Linked DNA regions of Pan troglodytes: region 1 is linked to region 2. The links are chromatin contacts, called in public Hi-C maps. All regions are on one chromosome and are shown on one strand. The core of a region is the stretch at or near the end of the contact, and the rest is flanking DNA. Distances in the headings are between cores, read along the strand shown.

Region 1 (3,284 bases), core at 711-3,210, 520 kb before region 2:
GCCTCATGAGCTCCTGCCTCCCTCCCTGGGCAGGCTGGGAGTTTCCAGGTGCAGTGCCTGATGCTGGACCTTAACTGCCCCTGGTGGAAGACCCTGGGAGGACACAGAGAAAGCCTGGACAGATCAGAGCAAGAGTCCCTGAAGTGGAGTTGGGTCTCCCCAAGGGGAAGAGGGGAGAGCTCTTTGGCCAACCTGAGTTCCTACTAAGGTGCAACGGGTCAGAAGTCAGTGGAGGGTCCTTCTCAGGCCTGGTTGAAGAAGGGTACAGAGGTCGTGCTGGCTGCTCAGCCGGGAGCTTTCCCAGAATGAGACTAAAGCACTGGTGCCCTCCCAGGAGGACTAAATGTCGGTGTCCTCCATATGCCATGTTTATCAGGAGCTGAGGGTGGGCCCCCTAATGACCCTCGTAAAAGCAGGCTGGAGGCTCTGCTCTGAGCTGCCCAAGTCTGTCTCAAGCAGCTGCTGCTGAGGTTGAAACAGGGCTCAACCATGGCTTTTCCACTCTGGGAAGATCTCACATTGGAGCAGCAGGAGCTGCAAATGAGATGGAGCCGAGGCTATGGTTGAGTGAAGGAAGTGCAGGCTGGCCTGCGGTAGCTTTCTTCCATAGGGCAGAGGTGGCTCTATCTGTGGGTCTTTCTGGTCATGTAGGCCCATCCTCTGGCCTTCCTAGGAGGCTCTTCTTCTACTTTCAGCACCATGGCACCAACTGGAGGCCTAGGGTCAGGGTCTGCTCATTTCTTGGTCCAGCTATGCAGCCCCTCTAGCCCTGGGAGGTTATTGGGAGAGTGGAGAGGTGTTGATGAGAGGATCCTGGCATGTGGAAGGACAGGGTGGAAGAAATCCTGGATGCCTCTGAGGTCCCAGGTTTCTAGTATACCCTCTGGCTGGACCATGGGGAGATAGGGAAAAAAGGAAGGAGGGGGGCCCACAGCCTGCTCTAGCTCTGCGCTGGGGCTTGGCTCAGCATGGGAGAGACCAGAGAGAGCAAGAGGCTGCATGAAGGAAGCACAGCCAGCTCACTATGGTCTAAGGAGAGAACAGGGATTGACCTCAGTTTTAACCACCATGCCCTTTGCTCTCCAGGGCTCTGGGGCCGGCCCAGGTCAGCCACTTGGTGGGATTCCAGCCTCAGGGTGGCTGAGCTGCAGGTGCAGCACCCGGCCTCCAGGTGGCACCAATCCGCTTACTTTGAGGTGGGCTCTGACAACCAGCTGAGCTGCCCGCAGTCCCTCAGACTCCCGAGGTCCTGGGAGCAGGGATCAAGGTGGTCCCCAGGCCGTAAACCTGACAGAGGCGGCAGGAGTGCATTTCCACCCAGGGTGCACTCAGCGGGTGTAACTCCACACCCGTTTCTTTGGAGTCAAGGCCCGGCCTCTCAGTGAGGAGACTGCTCCTGGTTGCCCACTGTCGGGTCATCCCAGCCTGCAGTGGAACCCTCCTCAGCCTGGCCTCTTCCAGGGTAGCCCCTCACTCCCCTCTCTCCTGTCTTAGCAGACAGGCCAGGGAGGGCGGATGAGTTCCAGCTCTGGGGATGTCCCATCAGCTGTGTCACCTTGAACAAATCATTTTGCCTCTCGGGTCTCAGTTTCCTGCAGTGTGAAACATGGTGGAGGCATGAGGGGCAATGGGAGCCCCAAGGCCTCTTTCAGAGACCTCCTCTGGGTCCCGTGTGACCCCGTGGCTGTCCCCAAAGGCAAGAGGGTCCCCAGCCCTGCGGCCAAGACCCTGGGACACCCTATCCAAACAAATGCAGGTCTCTGACGGGCTGAGCTTTGCTCGCTTGAGTTTCTTTGCTTTCTTCCTTTTTTTTTTCTTTCCTGGATGAAATTCCTGCCAGCTCCGAAGGAAGGAGGGAAGGGGAGCGAGCCGCAGCGTAGAAAGTTTCCTTGACTCCTCCTCCGGCTGGGTCTCCCTCCCTTGCCAAGCCCAGCCTGTGAAACTGAATAACGAAGATCGCTCAACAATGCCTGCCCCTCTCTGACTGCACCGTCCCGGCGCTCCCACCGCCGCCGCTGACGCCCAATAGAGCCCCTGGGGCGGTCCCCACCGACGGTGCAGCCCGCCGGGACCGGGAGGAAGCAGCTGCGGCCACCGCGCCCGTGCGTCCGCGCCCGGCCGCCAGGTGCCCCAGTAGCCCGGCCGCCGAGATGCCCAGCCCGCCGGGGCTCCGGGCGCTATGGCTTTGCGCCGCACTGTGCGCTTCCCGGAGGGCCGGCGGCGCCCCCCAGCCCGGCCCGGGGCCCACCGCCTGCCCGGCCCCCTGCCACTGCCAGGAGGACGGCATCATGCTGTCTGCCGACTGCTCTGAGCTCGGGCTGTCCGCCGTTCCGGGGGACCTGGACCCCCTGACGGCTTACCTGTGAGTACTGCCCGCCTGTCCCCGCCTGGTCCTGCGGGCTGCTGGCTAGCGCCCAGTCCCGGCCTCAGCAGGGCACCTGCTTGCTTGGTGCCCTGGGGCATGGGCATCCCGGAGAGGGTTTGCCCCCTTCCAAGTTGACCGTTGCGGAACTGGGGAGGGGAGAAGAGTCTGAGACTAAATACCAGGCGAGCAGGGAGACCGGGCTTCCCTGACTTGGCTTCCCCATTGGCCTCCGTGCTTGTGGGCTGACTATGGGAGCCCAGGCTTGGCGAGGTGGGTTCTGGATCCTGAGCGGGAGGGTGCGGGGCTGGCTGCTCCATCTCCTGTTGCTGCATTCTCTTCTAGCAGAGCAGTGCCCGGGATGGTGGCTGAGGGTAAAGCTGACAGAACTGGAGGTGGAGGTGAGGGGAGCGTGCCCCAGTAGGGTGGAAATAATGTCTGTTCTTCTGCCATGGTGAGGACAACAGGGCTGTCACACTGAGGCTGGGTGGCCTTCGTGGGGGAGGGGGTTTCCCAGAAGCTGGGAGGGGGGCCTTATCCACTCTTGTCTCCTCAGAAAGGGACTCTGCCAGCACCATCTCCCTTCACTGGGGCCTCCTGGCTCCCCCAGGGGCCTCCCTAAAGTCATGTCCCAAGAGGCTGTGTTGGAGACACTAATTTGTGGGCAGGCGCCGAGGCTGAAAACCAGAGAACCATTTTTAGCATCTGAGTTGGGGTGAGATGGCGCGTGAAGGGGACCCTACTGGGGGCAGCTGTCCTGTCTGTCTGGCTCATGGGAGCTTCCCCTCAGAGCTGGAGGGCTGGGGGCTCTGGCTGCTCACCACCTGGGCAGGAGGAGGGTGAGAGAACACATTCCAGGCCACCTACCCGCACCCCCAGCCCCGCTCTGGGGAAAAGAAACCTCCTCCAGCCCAGCTCTGCA
Region 2 (3,310 bases), core at 396-2,895:
ACTGGGCATGGCTTTTTTCAGCACCTCTGCTGGTCACAGAGATGTTTCTAGCAGCCCCAAAGCTGGACTTAGTCTTAAGTAGGGAGAGATGGTTGAAAGGATTAAGGGCTTCCCTGCTTCTGTCACCCCCTCTAATGAAGTGCCAGGTTATGGGGATCCAGATAGATTGGATGGAGGACAATCTATTCCACCTGGGAGAGGCCCCTCAGGGCGGCAGCAGTAGGGGAGGGAGAAGGGCACCCTTTTGCTTTCCAGGTCAGACCCCAGTTCACCTTTCTGGCTTCCTGGGCGCCCCCAGATCCTAAGGACTTCCTCCTCCTCATAAGCTAACCCAACCTGTACTACCTGCCCACGGGGCCTCTGCCCTTCCCTCCCCACTGCGGTGGCCCCTCCTGGGCCAGCACTTCTTCTGTCCTTGCACTCCCTTCTCCTGCTGCGGGGAGAGCACCTACTCCGCCACCTCAGCCAGGGGTAGGGGAGGACACTGCCCTGCCAGGAGACACCCCACGAGCCATGGGCTGGGGGTGTCCTGGAGGCACCTGTGGAATGTGGGGATGAAAAGGGAGGAGACAGGATGAGGGGGCCTGGCTTAGTGGGATGTGAAACGATAAAGCTCCACTTTTTAGTTGAAAAATAAAAGCCCTGTCCCCCAGAGGTGGGGGAAGGAGCATAGGCAGGGGAAGGGGGCACCCCAAATGGGAAAGGTACATGGAAGAGTCTAGAAAAGGGAGTCGGGCTGTCAGCACCCGCCAGACTGCGAGCCTAGCCCTGGGGACAGAGCTGAAGCAGGGACGGGGCGTCCTAGGTCGTGCTGAGTCATGAGATTTGGAGAGAGGGGAGGGGCGCCTCCAGCCCCTTCTTGGGCCCCTGCCCCAGCTCCTCGTGCCCGTTGCTTCCAGATGGCCCCTGCAGTCTGTCTCCCCAACCTCTCCCTGACCCAGGGTCTCCGGCTCCCAGCGCCCAGACCCCACCCCCCGCCCCACTTCCCACGACGGCGGTGCCAGGGGTCCCCGAAGCTTGAGACTGGGGCAAAAGAATCTTCCTTGGAGACCGCTAGGGCTGGCGGGGGCTGGGCTAGACGCGAGTGGGTTCGTCCCAGGGAAAAGAGAGAGGGACGGGGGCGCAGAGCCGGCCGGTGCAGGGGACGCGTGGCCCGCCCCTCTCTGCAGCAACTCGCGGGGAGACCGCGGGAGGAAATCTGCCCCCAGCCCAGCCCCAGTCCCTCAGAGGAGCCGGCTCCTCGCCCCTCGGGTCCGACTCCCCGAGACGAACCTTCCATCCGGACGCTTCCAAACTCCCCCAAAGGACGGGGCGGACTCCCGGCCCCCTTGGCCTCAAACTTCCCCAACCCTACTCACCTCTCGGGACCCAGACCACCCCGTGGCCCCTCGACTCAGTAGCAGAAAAGGAGAAACTTTGGAGAGGGAGGTCCGTGCCCCCACCGGCGGGGGTATGGACTTACCGGAGAGCGACCCGAAGGAGGCGGGAGAGATCCGGGGTCGCCAATGTGAGGGGGTGTCGGACGGCAAGGACGCGGGGCTGGCGACGGTTTCGCAGGGGCGCCCGTTCCCCTGGGGCGCGAAGTCCCCGCTCCACCGCTGCCCCAACTCGGCTCCGAAGTGCCTTTGCCGCAAGACTTGCTGAGCTTAGCAGTCTGCGCCGAGGCGGCAGAGGGAGGGGGCCTGATCGATGGGCGCGCGCGGCGAGCGCTGCAGTGAGGGGAGGAGACCAAGCGGCGCGGGAGGGCGGGGACCGAGGCGGAGGAGGCCCGGAGGAGGCGGAGGGCGGGCCTGCCCCCCGGGACGGGTCCTTTCTGCGCAGCCCCCCAGGCGCTCGGCGCCCCCGCCTTCTGCTCAAGGTCAAGGAGGCTGCTTCCCCAGCAGGAAGGCGGACGGGAAAGGGGCTCTATACTCCCCACCCCAGAAGGCTGGTCTCCTTTCTAGCCAGCTCCTTCTCTCCAACTTCCCGAACCCACTGCAGCTCAAGGCTAAATTATTGGGCTCAGGAGCCCCCCTCCCCATGGCCATTTTGGGATCCCTGAGCCCCTAGCCTCCCCTCCTCCCCTCTCCGCTTAGGTCACCGCTACCTATATTGGCCACCTGGATGGTGGGGGCTTCTGAGCCTAAAGGATGGGTGAGAGAGAGGAGGATGCTTGAGAGAAGACAGCGGTACCTGAGGCCTATGGAAATAGAACGGCGGAGGGGAGAGGAAGAACTGCAGGGTGGCAAGGAGAGAGGAGCTGGAAGACGGTAGAAAGAAAAGGAGGATGCTACTGGTTATTAAAGACAGGATGTTCACACATGTTAGTTTGCTTAATACGTAAGACATCCCTTTAAGGTGGGCATTTTGCGTGGGCAGTTTGCAGGTGGGGAAACAGTCCCTGAATGGTGCGTTGGACCAAGGAGCTGCAGACAGTAAGTGGTGGCATTTCGGAAGAGCCTGGGAGAAAGAGAAGGGTGGCAAGGGCAAAGAGGAGCCCTTCCTAACCTACCCAGGAGCTGCCAGGGCAGCACCAGAACTTCCTTACAGCACAATTGGAATATCCACTTTAACTCTTTTGGAGTTAACTTTTTTTTTCTTTTTTTTTTTGTTTTTTTTTTTTTTTAGACAAGTTTCACTCTGTTACCCAACCTGCAGTGCAGTGTGCAGTGGCGCGATCTTGGCTCACTGCCACCTCTGCCTCCTGGGTTGAAGGGATTCTCCCGCCTCAGCCTCCCGAGCAGCTGGGATTACAGACGTGCGCCACCACACCCGGCTAATTTTTGTATTCTTAGTAGAGATGGGGTTTTGCCATGTTGGCCAGGCTAGTCTCGAACTCCTGACCTCAAGGGATCCACCCACTTCGGCCTCTCAAAGTGCTGGGATTACAAGCATGAGCCACTGCGCTTGGCCTGGAGTTAACTTTTATAATAGGACTGTAGCATCCTGCCTCGCTTTTGGGTACAAAACCGTACATGACCTGAGGTCAGCCTTCAATACGTACTAGGTGAGTGAGTGAGAGGTGGAATGAATGCAATATGAGGAGATGCAAAGAACAAGTGGGATTCAGGCTTTGGGGAGAGAAGAGGCAGTGGAGGGCACTTTTCAGATCACTGTGCCAATAATACCAGGTGTTACTGGCAGACCATCCCCAGTTGGAGACTATCCCCAGTTTGGCTTGCCTCAGAGCAAGGCGGCAAGTGGCTGCCGCCTCAGTGGATGTTACGAAAAAGGTGGGGGAAGACCTCTGGGGAGTCCTCAATCAGGCTGAAGCTGTGCTCACAGCCCCTGAGGCACAGAGGCCCTCCCCCTTCACCTGTGGAGCAGCCAT

What was found. A called contact is a pair of places that touch in the nucleus more often than the background predicts.
Region 1: a contact with region 2 is called in a Hi-C map of stem cell-derived neural progenitor cells, with 5 times the contacts expected there. The contact joins the promoter of LGR6 here to the promoter of SYT2 in region 2. A contact is called at or near these places in 2 of 7 Hi-C or Micro-C datasets (induced pluripotent stem cells and stem cell-derived neural progenitor cells).

Annotation. Positions count from the first base shown.
Region 1 is chr1:46,904,229-46,907,512 of NHGRI_mPanTro3-v2.0_pri, reverse strand. LGR6 (leucine rich repeat containing G protein-coupled receptor 6) reads left to right here and starts at 1,960. Exons shown (of 18, transcript XM_016935790.4): 1 at 1,960-2,362. The coding sequence starts at 2,151.
Region 2 is chr1:46,385,088-46,388,397 of NHGRI_mPanTro3-v2.0_pri, reverse strand. It overlaps SYT2 (synaptotagmin 2), which reads right to left and starts at 1,645. Exons shown (of 9, transcript XM_016935938.4): 1 at 1,463-1,645.